Linked DNA regions of Mus musculus: region 2 is linked to region 1. The links are chromatin contacts, called in public Hi-C maps. All regions are on one chromosome and are shown on one strand. The core of a region is the stretch at or near the end of the contact, and the rest is flanking DNA. Distances in the headings are between cores, read along the strand shown.

Region 1 (6,705 bases), core at 2,403-4,902:
CCATATGTTCTGCTACAGTAAAGCCCTCGACCCTGCTGGCTTTCCAGGTATGACCTTTTCGTGGTAAGAGCATACACAGACCCATAACAACCCTCCCCCTACCGATGCGCTGCAAGGAATCCACAGCTGGGTGAGCTTCGGTGAGATCGTGCCTTGGTGTGTTCGGAACCCCAGGAGGAGGGGTAGATACTGCTTATGTCTCCACTTTCGAAGGACTTTCAGTAACAGCTTGACAAGACCACTTTCAGAGAGAGCGAAGTGACAGGCTGTTTGTTATTATTATTTTTTTATTTCCATAGTGCTAAATTTAAGAATTTAAGTGAGGCTTTGTGACCCCAGGGGAGGGGAGGACTCGTGTCTAAATATCCTCGACAATCACATTCTGTACTTTGTAACTGAGATGGTGAGCTAGCCTGCCTAGGCAAACTGGTGTCTGGAGGTTCCATAGTATCTGATGTCTGTACTGCAGGAGGGTTGGATATTTGGAAGGTTTAGAAGCTTGTACTTTCATATAGTACTCAGTATCTATATAATGAAGTCTTGGGGTTATCTCACACTGGAGCAAACTCAAACGGTGTGTATGGCGGGACATTCCTGTAGATCCACAGTGTTCACTGCTGTTTGTCAGTATGGGGTTATAGAGAGTAACACAAGTAGGGAAGCAGTCACTGAAATCATCGGTGCGAATAACGTCACGGAGAGAATAAACTGAGAAGAGTGCCAAGAATGGAATTCTGGGAAACACCAGTGTCTAAGATACAGAAAAAGAACATTAATGGTGTTCAAGCCTGCAGGACTGGACAAATATAAAATTAGGCTGAGTGACATTTGCATTCTGTCCTTTGACTGAGACAAATATTTCAGAATGACATTGGACAAGTTTTTCTGTTATAGGTTGTTGTTGTTGTTGTTTTTAAGATTATTTTTTATGTATGTGAATACACTGTTGCTGTCTTCAGACACACCAGAAGCGGACATCAGATCTCAATTACAGGTGGTTTTGAGCCATCATGTGGTTGCTGGGATTTGAACTCAGGAAACTCTGGAAGAGCAGACAGTGCTCTTAACCACTGAGCCTTCTGGCTCATTGTTAAAGAGATAAAAGTGTAGGGACCTAGTGGCAACTGTCGGTTGCAGGGGGAGAGGTGCTATTTTCTTTGGCAGTTGTACCTACTGGAAAGTAGCCCATGCTGCAGAAATAATCTCTTATCCATGCTCATGCAAGCAATCTTCAACTCAGTGACACACACACATGCATACACATATGCACGCTTGCACAAACAAGCACACACTTAAGCACACAAATATGCACACATGTGCACACATGCACAAATAAGCACAAACATATGCACACACATGCACATGTGCACACATATGCGCACATGCACACAAACAAGCACACATGTGCATACATACACAATATGAAAATTAGAGGAAACTTCTTAGGAAGGAGAGTTTCAGCATAGGGAGGAGGAATGGGAGAATGAGATAGTAATGAAGATGGGAGTTATTACAACCTACTATACACACATACGAAGCTGACAAAAATAAGTAAACTAATCAAAATATTCTTAAAAGGTACCAGGAGAACAGGCTGACTTCCCATTTTTCAATGTGAAGAGGGAACATCAAGAAAAAAAGAATTTCACTGATTATTATGTTTGGACACCACAGAAGAACTGTGTGAGTGATGACCTGTAATGAGCCCTTATTTTTTTTATTTTTTATTTTTTTGAGCCTTTATTTTCTAACATCACTTTGAAGCACACGTCTTTCCTCTCAGCTCTGGAGAGGCAGAGGCAGAGGCAGAGGCAGAGGCAGAGGCAGAGGCAGAGGCAGAGGCAGAGGCAGAGGCAGAGGCAGAGGCAGAGGCAGAGGCAGAGGCAGAGGCAGAGGCAGAGGCAGAGGCAGAGGCAGAGGCAGAGGAGGCAGAGGCAAAGGCAGAGGCAGAGAGGCAGAGGCAGAGGCAGGCAGAGCTCTGTGAGTCTGAGGCTGGCCTGGTCTACCTAGTGAGTTTTAGGACATCCAGAGCTACACAGTGAGACCCTGTCTCAAAGAAAACAAAACAAAACAACAACAACAACAAAAGCAAAACAAAATTTCAACTTGAATTCCTCAACTCTACAAAGGTGTCAAAGATGAAAGAAAATTATTTTCAGTAAGTTGTGCCAAAGCTATCTATAATAAACCCAAAACATTGTGTTAGAATCTGTGTTAGTAGCCCAGTTATTAGATCATTTCAGAAAACTTCAAAATACAGCTCCCAACTCAAAGAAAGTAAGACCTAATCTGTTCTGTAGCCCAACATGAAGGACCAAGGCTCAGGAAGACAGATTCAGGTTGCCCCCAAACACCACCATCCAACACAGTAGCATTTTCATAAAGTTTTTATAACAAAGCAAAGACTCCCTTAAGGCATTTGACAAATGCATTAGAGCAGGGGTTCTCAGCCTTCCTAACGCTGCCACCATTTAACACAGTTCCTCATGTTGTGCTGACTCCCAACCAGAAAATTATCTTCAATACTACTTCGTAACTGTAATCTTGCTACTGTTATGAACAATAGCATAAATATCTGACGGTCTTAGGCCACCCACCCCTGTGAAAGGGTAGTTCCACTCAGAGGTTGAGAACATCAGGTAGGTGAGTTACAGCAAAACTGGAAACTTTCTGTCACGCCCCTCAGGGACTATCTGATAGTGATCGCCTTTGAGTCATTGGAAGTTAGGAATCTGATGGCACATTCCAAAAAAAAAAAAAAAAAAAAAAAAAAAAAAAAAAAAAGACAAGGGTGTTAGGTCAAACACAGAGATGACAGTAAGTGGATACCTGGGGGCAAAAGATAACCAAGATAGTTAGATTCTAGACTTGCAACATTCCATCTTCCCATAATCAAGACGTTCCAATCAGTCTCACAGACATAGCTTAACACAGACATAGCTTCCTCCTCTTCCAACTTCAATCCACACAGGCTGGCTTTGCTCATCCGAACAATACGCTGAAATTATTTCTGCTTCCTGCTTATTACAACAGAGAAATGTCTTGGGCAAAAATAGACTCACCTGGAACATCGAAAAAGCTCACGTTAGTTTTTGCCTTACATTTATTTGGCACTTCTGATCTAATGAATTGGTTCCTTATTTGAGCGTCAATTACCTAGTATGTTCTAGGTATACAGTCAGGGAGGTGGGTGGGTGGGGCGGGGAGATAACAAAAACAAAGCAAAATAAAAACATAAAAGGGATCTGTCGGTGGAAGGCGGGGAGGGGGCGGGGAGCAGGAGGAGTCTTGTTAACAGATAAGGAAAATCAGGGACGACTCCGCAGTTAAATAAACCAAAGTCAGTCGATTTGGATAACTCCGCAGGATTGTCGTTTAGGTTCCCCAGGCCGGGGAGGTAGGAGCAAGACGCTGATTTGTGTTTTAAGTCAGGGGGGTGGGGATCAAGGAGGCAGAAGTGACGGACAAGACAAATTCATTTTTTAAAAAAAGCAAATATTTATAGCAGAAGAGAATGGATCACAAACAGACGTAGGGAGACACCTCCGATCATCCCCAGGTTACCAGCCAGCCAAAAAAAACAGGACGCGCCTGCGCAGCTGTGCCGGCCACCTGCGTCGACGGCGGGGGCGGGGTCCGCACTGCCCAGCTGGAGCTCGTTCTGGGCTTCTCGCTCGGCCCCGCCCCTCCAGAGACTCGCCTCCGGATTGGCCCGGGCGGGGGCGGGGCCCGGAGTCCGGAAGTGCGGCTGACGTGTCCGGGCCGCGCTCGGAATTGTGGGCGACTGGGCTAATGGCGTCGGCGGGTCTGGGCACCCGGGGCGGGCATCGCTGAAGCTTGTGGCCAGCTCGGCCGGTGACGCCCGCCGTGGCCAGGCCCCGCGGCAGCGGGAGGGACCTGCCCGTCTGGTGGGCTCCTGAGCCGGCGCCGGTGGAGCCTGGTGGGGCTGCACCGCTGCGGGCAGGTTTCGGCGAGCGGCCGGCGGCGGTGCGGGGCGGCCCGGGGGGAACTCGGGCACGCCTCGGGAGACGCAGCCCGGCTCCGGCCGTGCGCCCGCCCGCCCGCCCGCCCGCCGAGCCCTGGGCCCCGGCTAAGGAAGACTGAGGAGCCGCCGGCTGGCTGCGGGCCGCGCAAGCTGCTGACAGTGCCTGCTTGGTAGTGCTGGTCCCAGATCGGCGGTGACCTGGAGGGACCATGTCCTGCACCAACAGCCCCGAGGCTGTGAAGAAGCTGCTGGAGAATATGCAGAGCGACCTGCGGGCCTTGTCACTAGAATGCAAGAAGAAGTTCCCACCTGTCAAGGAGGTAGGTCCCAGGCGACGTCAGGGGCGGGGGGGGGGAACGTCACGAGCGCTCCCTGGTCCTCGTAGACCGCTTTCCTCGATTCCCCAACACCTATACTAATTTTCATTCCGCCAGTTAAGTTTGGTGATTGCCCAGCAAAGGCTGTTCGTAGAATTCTTTTGAGAGTTCCAAGGAGATTTGATTTCTTCCATTCTCTTGTTATGTTTATTTCGGAGCGAAGTTCCATGAGTGAGCCGGTTTGGTGACACTCGAGTCAGGTATATTGCTCCTAAGAATGAGTATCCACCGCTGTAGCGGAATCCGTTCTCCATACTTAGGTGGGCATAGTGTGTGGGAACATTTCCTTCTTGTCTGTGTTATTCAGCCCACCTAAAAATCTAATCGTCGTGATAAACTAGAGCCCCAAATTACAGCAAATGGTCAAGGCCTACGATAACCATGTTAAGCCCTGCACAAGCAGTATTCTAGTAGGATGCTTTGCAAAACAAATATATCTGAGTATATATAGCCTCTTGGGTGCATAATTTGTTGTTGTTGTTGTTGTTGTTGTTGTTGTTTTTCAGCTGTAGAATAGCTGAAAATTGTGGTACCAGTATAGGAGACCGGGTGTGGTAGCCAAACTTTTAGCTCCAATACTCAGATGCGAGTGGATCTCTGTGAGTTAGAGAGTGGACACCAGGACAACCAGGGTACATAAAGAGACCTTGTTTCCAAAACCGATGGTGGTGATGGTGATGATGACTGGGGCTCACAGGACGAGTATCAGGGAGCTCAATGTATGCTAATAAAATTTTCCAGATATTGAATTGAAAAATTGAGTTTAGTCACTAATGCCTGACTTTTTTCTTTTAAGATTCCATTTTTGTTGAAATATTTTAAAAACTGCCCTTTCACATTTTTAAACTATTGTAGTTCAGGGGTCAGGCTCGGCAGTTAAGAGCACTTGCTGCTCTTCCAGAAGTCCCTTGTTCAATTCCCAGCACCTACATGGTGGCTCACAATCTTGTGTAATTCCAGTTTCAAGGGATCTGACCTCTTTCTTCTGGTCTCCAAAGACACCAGGCACACATGTGGTGTGCAGGCATACCTACAAGCAAAACACCCATACAAATATAACAAAAATGAATACATCTAAAAAAAAACTTTAAAAATAGTGTAGTTCAAAGATATGTAAAAATAGTTAATTTTATTTCCTAGTTAATATAGCTTACTTAGTATACCTGAAATTTTATCATACTACTTGCTATTAAATGTTACAGAGTGAGTTCATATTTTTCTACTTACAACTATCTTTATGAATACTGTAAGAAGTTTTATAATTAGAACTTGACTAGTAAAGTTTAGAATGCAGACTTGTCAGGAATCTTGAAATTTTCCATGAGTGCCTTGCTTTTACCTGTTTGTTCCAGTTACCTTTAGTCCCAGCACTTGGGAGGCAGAGGCAGGTGGATTTCTGAGTTCAACGCCAGTCTGGTCTACAAAGTGAGTTCCAGGACAGCCAGGGCTACACAGAGAAACCCTGTCTCGAAAAACAAACAAAAAAAAAAAAAAAAAGAAAAAAAAAAAAAAGAAAAAAAAAAAGGAAAAAAAAAAAGAAAAAAGAAAACATCAAATCCTACTGTCATTTCAGCAGTAATTTATAGAGCTGTGGCTGTTCCCAGTCCTAGTGAATCATGTTAAGAGCTGTGGCTCCTCTGTGCTATTGGCTTCTGTGCTTTAACCTTGGAATTTAATTGATATCGTCTGTGGTATTTTTATTGGGAAAAACCACTCTTCCAGCAGGTAAGTTACAAAGTTCTAGAACTCACCACATTCCTAGTCCTGGAGCTCTCATGGCAGCTCCTTAGTTTCTCCTAGATCACTGCCTAGACAGCTACTTGGTAATTGCTTCCAGCCTTTGCAGTGATGGCAAGCATCATTCTCCTGATTGTCTCTAATACACCATCTCGTTTATGCTGCATGTTCCATAAGGATTTGCTGAGTGAGAGTCTTCCTGGGGCTTGACAGATGGCTCAATGGTTAAGAGCACTGGCTGTTCTTCCAGAGGACCTGGGTTGATTCCCAGCACCCATATGGTGCTCTAAACTCTGTAACTCGAATTGAAAAGGACCGGATGCCCTCATCCGGCCTTCACTGGCACCGGGCACATGAGATCCACATACAGGCAGACTTACACTGTCACACCTGGTGATAAGCACCACTACTACAGAGCCATCCCTGCAGGCCCCATCTCCCTTTCTTGATATCACCACAAAGCATAAATAACAATTAGTGGTTCCAGGCTGTGTACTTTCAAGGTTTTCTGTTATTATCTGGCGCCGTGGCAGAGTTTTTGCCTAAATCAGAAGTTCCCCATGGCAGAGCTTTTGTTCTGTGTTAATTGGTGGCTGCTGAAGACCT
Region 2 (6,705 bases), core at 2,008-4,507, 44 kb before region 1:
TGTAAAGAGCATCAGCAAGCCACAAAGAAATTAGATCTGTGGTCCCTGCCTCCAGTTCTTGTGGTGCATCTCAAGAGATTCTCCTATAGTCGCTACATGAGAGACAAGCTAGATACATTAGTCGATTTTCCCATCAGGTAAGTTCAACTACTCAGTAAACAAGAGGCCTTCTTTTTTTACTAATTTATGTGATGATTTCCTTATTTTGCATTAGGAAACATCAGGTATAATTAAACCAGTTTAAACATTGAAGTTTTGAGTAGTTATAATAATTTATTAGAATTAGTATTTCACAATATTTTTTCATAAGAGATTTTATTTTTCATGGACCAAAGGAAATGTTTTTTTGTCTGTGTTTTTTTTAAAGATACGTTGTAACTCAGTCTGTACTGAATTACCTTACGTTACAGTACCATTTATAAGATACTTTGTTGGCTTAGTGGCTCTATGTTTTCCTAATAATTATTTTATTATCCATCAGTCACTCCTAAATATGCTTTTCTAGAAAAAAACTAAAATGATACAAAAGTATCAGGGAAGGCTTAGACTGCACCATCAGATGCTATCTTTGGCATCCTTCTCAGATGGTGATGCGTGAAGAGAGGACAGTCTGAGGGCACAACAGAGTTAATTCTCAAAACTCTGAGGCCAGCCAGCGTGTCTGGGGTTTTGTTGGTTGGTTGGTTTTTACTACACAAAATTGGAAATTGAGAAGGTGAACAGTTAGCATTATTTGCCTCCCACACTAACTTATTATTATTATTAGAGCAGGACACTATGGTGTGTGTAAGAGGACATGACAGTGTCTTTCACCCTGTGTAAAGTAGTAGGCATGCCAATGGCATGTATATTAGCAAAGACAGTCGGAAGGATAGCGGGAATGCGAATGGGAAGAGAGTTAACGGACTCAGTATTTTACTGATATTTATTGATTGAAAACATTTTGCAATCATTGAGGGCGAAAGGGCTAGGGCTGAGTGGGTAAGTGTGCACCTCTACACCATCCTTGAAGCACTGGGTCACGAATGTGTTCAAGACCATGCTGTCTAGAAACTCAAATAAGGCATTTTTATCTTAAAATACTGAGCCATAATGTTTCAAGAGTATATCATTTTAACAGTGTGAGTATTGGAAAGCTAGATTCAATAGCAGTATATTTAAAATTGAGAAACATTATTACCTTTTAATGATGCAAGCATAAGAATGATTCCCAGAAGCCGGGCGGTGGTGGCGCCCACCTTTAATCCCAGCACTCGGGAGGCAGAGACAGGCGGATTTCTGAGTTCGAGGGCAGCCAGGGATACACAGAGAAACCCTGTCTTGGAAAAAAAAAAAAAGAGTGATGCCCAGAAACAAGGTGGTTTTGTTCTTGACTTAATACACAATAGATAATGAACAGTATGTTGCATTCAAAAGATGCTGCCCATTTCTAGTGTATGAGTCATGCAGACTACGAAGCATAGGATAAAAACCCTACATTTTAATATTTTTACTAATACTTTGAAAATGTAACACAATGTATTTGATCACTTCAAGACTCTTCCCAACTCCTGCAGTCTACCCTCTCCTGTACACATCACCCCCTTCCTGTCCTCTTTTTTTCTTGAGATTTAGTTTTACTTTGTAGATGGTTTGCATCCTAGGCCTGTGTGCCACATGTGTGCAGTGACTGCAGAGGCCAGAGCTGCCGTGTGGGGACTGGGAATTGAACCTGGACCCTGTGAAAGAGCAGCTGATGGTCTCTCATGCTGATCCATTTCCCCAGCACTACCACCCCTGTCGTTGTCGTTATAAGACACAATCTCTTACAGTCTTTCCCTCCCCTGCCATGATCTTCCTGAGATTTAAGTGGAGGGCTGGATTGTAAATGCACTAAGTGGAAACAAGTACCCCACGGTTGGCCCGTTGGTCTCTGTGTCTAACCAGTTGTGACTGGATGGAGCCACCTCGTCTGTGAGTCTGTGAGCAGGGAGCACTGTGCAGTTAGAGGGTATACTGGGTTACAGAAGCAGCTGCAGGGGGTTCTCTCAAAGTTTTTAATTTATGGGTATTACTAAGAAAGTTGATTTTTACTTTTCATTTTAATTTTTTTCTCTGGAACACTGAAAATTAATGTGGAATCATGAAAACATCAATCAGAATAACATTCAGTGTTGAATTATTAACCCCTAAACACTAAAATTTCAAGGGTACATGTCCAATTCATTTGGTAAATTATCTCTGGGTAATTTCTTCTATGAGGTATGTGTGTTTGTTGCTGATGTTGTTGTATTAATGCACATGCATGAATACATATAGGAGAGTCAGTATTAGCAGAAGACACTATTTATTGCTTTAGAAGAGAAATATTTCATCACTTTTAAAGTGTGCCTTAACCTCTGATTTCCTTTTTAACAGTGACTTGGATATGTCAGAATTCCTAATTAACCCAAATGCAGGTCCTTGCCGCTATAATTTGATTGCTGTTTCCAACCACTATGGAGGGATGGGAGGAGGACATTGTAAGTTGACATTTTACATTTTAACCTTTTCATGTACTTTTTCCTGTAACATAGTCAGTACTTTTAAGTAAATAAAATGTCAAATGAATCTTGCTTATAATCATTGTTCAATAGTCTTAGGTGAATGAATCACCTGTATAGCTTGTATTTTAAAAGCCAGTTCTATATAGGAATAGTTAATGCCCTTCAGCTGAAGGCCAGGAAGGCACATGCTGTCTGTCTAAGGTCCTGTCCCTCCCACCCATCAGCCTCGCTCCTTTTCAGGTATCTGCAGCTGTGCTCTTCTGCAACTCTTTTCTTTTTTAAGATTTATTTACTATGTACACAGTGTTCTGTATGCCTGTAGGCCTGCAGGCCAGAAGAGGGCACCAGATCTCACTGTAGATGTTTGTGAGCTACCATGTGGTTGCTGGGAATTGAACTCTGGACCTTTGAAAAAGCAGCCAGTGCTCTTAACTATTGAGCCATCTCTGCAGCCCTGCGTACTTTGAAACCATGTATATTTATTTGTTAAGCAATAGGTACTGTTGATCTCAATAACTTCCTCTTGTTATTTAATCTTTTGCTTTTTATGATTACAATTATGGCATTTATCTTTCCACTCCAAATTACACTTAACGCTCTACTACTGTAAGACTGAAAACGAGTCAGTATTTATGGTCTGTTATCCAAGGATGCCTCTGAGCTGTCCATAGTGCCGCTTCCTCACACAGTGAGCGTGCGTGCCGAGCGGATGGGAGTTGAGGCTGCCTGTGCCAGCTCACACTGCACTGGGCAGACGACTGCCATTCCCGTGGTCATCGTTTTATCCTTCTCAGTGCCCGCTTGATTGCATTAACTGAGTAGAGTTCTTAACGATTTCAGTCATAAGTGAAATAGTCTTTTTTATATATATTACTTCACTTTGAAATCAAATCTATCGTCCCAAAACAAGCTACATTGCTTTTGTTTTTCTTTCTGAAATCACCAGAACAATATGGACAGTAACTATCCCAACAAGTCTACTAGAATATATCCCTACATCTGGGCCTGACCCGTGGGTTTTCTGTCTCGTGTCATTATGGACTGTCAGTCTTCTCTTGTTGTTGTTGTTGTTGCTGCCTACATCTGGACATTGTTACCTCTGTGAAAGGCTACCCTCTGCACCCCACTCCGGCTTACCTAGGACTGGCTCTTCATAGTTGCTGTTGGGCTGTGTGTTGGCTTTATCATTCTTGTCTCACTGTTGCTTTATAATCACCCTCTCCACGGGTCTAGCTTGCTAAGATTTTCAAAGAGGGTTACGAAATTCTTTATTTAGTCTATCTCACAGTTTTCTCATTTTCTTTAAGACTGAGAATATTCCTTCTGTGGGTGCGCTGTCTACTCTGCAGTTCTCTTGAGTTCAGACTGACAAGCTCAGCACATGCATTAGGCCTCACGCCGCTGAGCAGATTTAAGAAGGGATACAGAACGAAAGACGTGAGGCTGTTGCATGCAGGATCCTAGAGGGAACACAGACAGAAGATGTTCACGGCTGGTTACTGTGAATCTGTGTGGTTGCAAGGAGGGAAAATGGCTGAAGGCTCCCCAGGGGAAGCTGTCATGCCACCCTGTTCCTCAGCACCTCGGAATGTTGATGGTTAATGTGTATGTGTACAGCTATGGTCGGAGCGTGTTCTGGTAGCACATGGGGGTTTGAGCATCCTTTATACGAAGCATGGAGTAAAAAGTACCACTTGTCATCTTTCCCTGTTCTGTACTCTATTAAAGGCAGGGAAATCCTAGTGTGTAAGAGCCACAGGTGACTGAGCAAGGTTGTCAGAAAGGAAAATGTCATAGGAACTTAAGGAATAAAGATGCTGGACTTAGGCATCAGACCCAGCCTGAGTAACAGCTCCACTGCCTGGAGCAAACTGTCCTCTGGAAGCCTAAGGTTCCTAGTTCTCCAGTGAGAATCGGGGTGGTGCCTGAATGTGGATGCAGTGCACAGTATTGCACCTGCTTACATAACCACTACATAAATGGAACTATCTCTAATTACCACTGGTATATTTTTATGTGAATTTTTTTTTAAAAATTATTTATATTATTATTTTACCATAGTTTTTCTTCCTCTGAAAAATGTCACACGTTTCAACTTAGAAAAAAAAAGTATTTAAATTTGCTAGAAATGATTCTCAAAGGCTTTGTCAAATCACTTGAATGTGTTCTAGTTTTATATAGATACTTCTCATCACATGAGTGTGTTCTACCCTCGTGAAGATACTTACCATCAGGTTAATGTACACTACCTCTTACAGATGTTTATCATGCCTCTAGTAAATATTTCTTAGGCATGCGATCACAGAGTTGTGAGGGTTCCAGTCAAGAAGTAACTGTATTCTTTCATTAGATACTGCTTTTGCAAAAAACAAAGATGATGGGAAGTGGTACTATTTCGATGACAGTAGCGTCTCCACTGCATCTGAAGACCAAATCGTGGTAAGTATGTCTTCAGTTTCTGAAGTCATGGGGTCAGCCTCTTAGGAAGACATGTAAGTAAACAGAAGGGAAGACTGGGGCTGGAATGTGCTCATGTACCAGGGCCAGGCATGGTAGCGCATGCCTGTTGAGGCCAGCCTGATCCACACAGTGAGTTCCAGGACAGCCCAGGCTACACGGAGGAACCCTGTCTCCGAAAATAAGAGGAAGGGGGTCATCAGAACACTGTGTCCCATACTCTAGCAGCTTGTTGCAAACGGTGTTCATTTTGACTTCAAGACACAGAAAATTGCTTGTTTGGAAATTAATCTTGAGAATTTTCTCAGCACAAAGTCACACTGTGAACAACTTTCTTAGGGGAGTCGTTTTCCTCGGGAGAAAGGGGAGTAGCCCTGAGCTCTCAGACATTGGCTACTGTGGTTGGGGTGCTAGAGCCTGTGAGTTTTAGTCAGGAGTCTTTTAAGCTTGACAGCACGTGACAGCTCATGAGTGAGTAAAAGAATTTACAGATTCTCTGGTCATGTGTCACTCTACGAGGTTAGCCCTGATCCACTGTCACTTTCGCATTCTCAGTAGAGAAACTGGTCAGCTGTTCTCTCTCTGCACTGGTGTTTGTTTTATGTAACAACAACACATTTTTATTGACAGAATTGATTGATAGAAGCTGACTATGGTGTGTTTTAAAAAGAAAACAGTTATTCCATAGAGGTTTGTCCTTCCCTGAATTTTAGTTATTACAATATTATAAAGAGTAAGAAATGTAACAAGGCTGAAGAGATGGCTCAGAGGTGAACGCTGACCGCTCTTCAGAGGACCCGGGCACCTTTCCCAGAACCCACGGTGTAGCCTGGTATTCTAATTCCAAATCTGCTGTCCTCTTGGCCTCCACAGCATCAGACTTGCACAGGGTACACAGCAGACAGAATAGCTATACATGTAACAAAAAACCTAGACATGTAAATTTTTGAATGTTTGGGGTTTTTTTCCTTACTTAGAAAGAGAGGTAGTAACATTTCCTTGTGGTGTTTCCAATACAGGTGTCCATGATACTAGAAATGCTAACTGACGCCTGTGTTTCCAGATTAAATACTAAAGAGTAGACAGTAGTGTTTATAATATTTCAAGGATTCACGTTCTTAAAGCAAATTAATAAGATTCTGAACCCATCTACTGGCACAGATTTACTCTGTGAAACAAACAGGTCAAAAATAACTTGTCTCTCTTCCCTCCTGTTCACCCAGCGTGTATTTGTGACTGCTCTACAGTCTCATAGCTTGTAGTGTTCTGAAACAATGATGCCATTGTACCGAATGTCCTTACACAAGCCTACGTGGTAACACCTTCCTACATACCTAGGCAATAAGTTGAATGCTATACTAGCTTTTAAAAATAGGTAAATGGCCGCTTTAGCACCTCCCATCTGTGTACGAATCCCACACTTCAGTTCTGTTTCTCTGATCCTTCCGCCCAACATCTGAAAATGAACTGTCCTAATCCTGCCTTTCACATCAAAATGTATCTTGTTCAGGTTTGGCTGATAGAGGCCATTCGTTTCCACACCGCATAAGCCAGACTTAGTGCTACACTCCTTAGTCCCGGAACCCAGGCAGTGAGGCAGCCGCACATCAGGAATTCAAGGATGAAGTTAATGTTGTTGTTGCTTTCACATGAGTCTTCATTTAGTCAAGGAACACTTGAGTATGTGTGTCCGGCACAGCCTAGTTCCATTCTGAACAGCCAT

What was found. A called contact is a pair of places that touch in the nucleus more often than the background predicts.
Region 2: a Hi-C map of liver shows a contact between it and region 1, with 4 times the contacts expected there. The contact joins the enhancer-like site here to the promoter of Mon2 in region 1. A contact is called at or near these places in 3 of 39 promoter capture datasets (the 3T3-L1 cell line, 3T3-L1-derived adipocytes and liver), 2 of 484 Hi-C or Micro-C datasets (both in liver), 2 of 115 datasets of contacts at active chromatin or transcription factors (the SCID.adh cell line and embryonic stem cells) and 3 of 9 other capture datasets (adipose tissue, liver and pancreatic islet).

Annotation. Positions count from the first base shown.
Region 1 is chr10:123,073,452-123,080,156 of GRCm38.p6, reverse strand. Mon2 (MON2 homolog, regulator of endosome to Golgi trafficking) reads left to right here and starts at 3,652. Exons shown (of 36, transcript NM_001163024.1): 1 at 3,652-4,305. The coding sequence starts at 4,195.
Region 2 is chr10:123,117,368-123,124,072 of GRCm38.p6, reverse strand. It overlaps Usp15 (ubiquitin specific peptidase 15), which reads left to right. Exons shown (of 22, transcript NM_027604.4): 19 at 1-137; 20 at 2,398-2,501; 21 at 4,876-4,964. Among named protein-coding and RNA genes, the nearest start is that of Mon2, 44 kb to the right of the region's middle. Within about 2 kb of position 3,257, at least 10 of the 459 cell types and tissues checked have an H3K27ac peak or open chromatin away from gene starts, as enhancers often do. A contact at or near this core is called in liver, where this site is marked.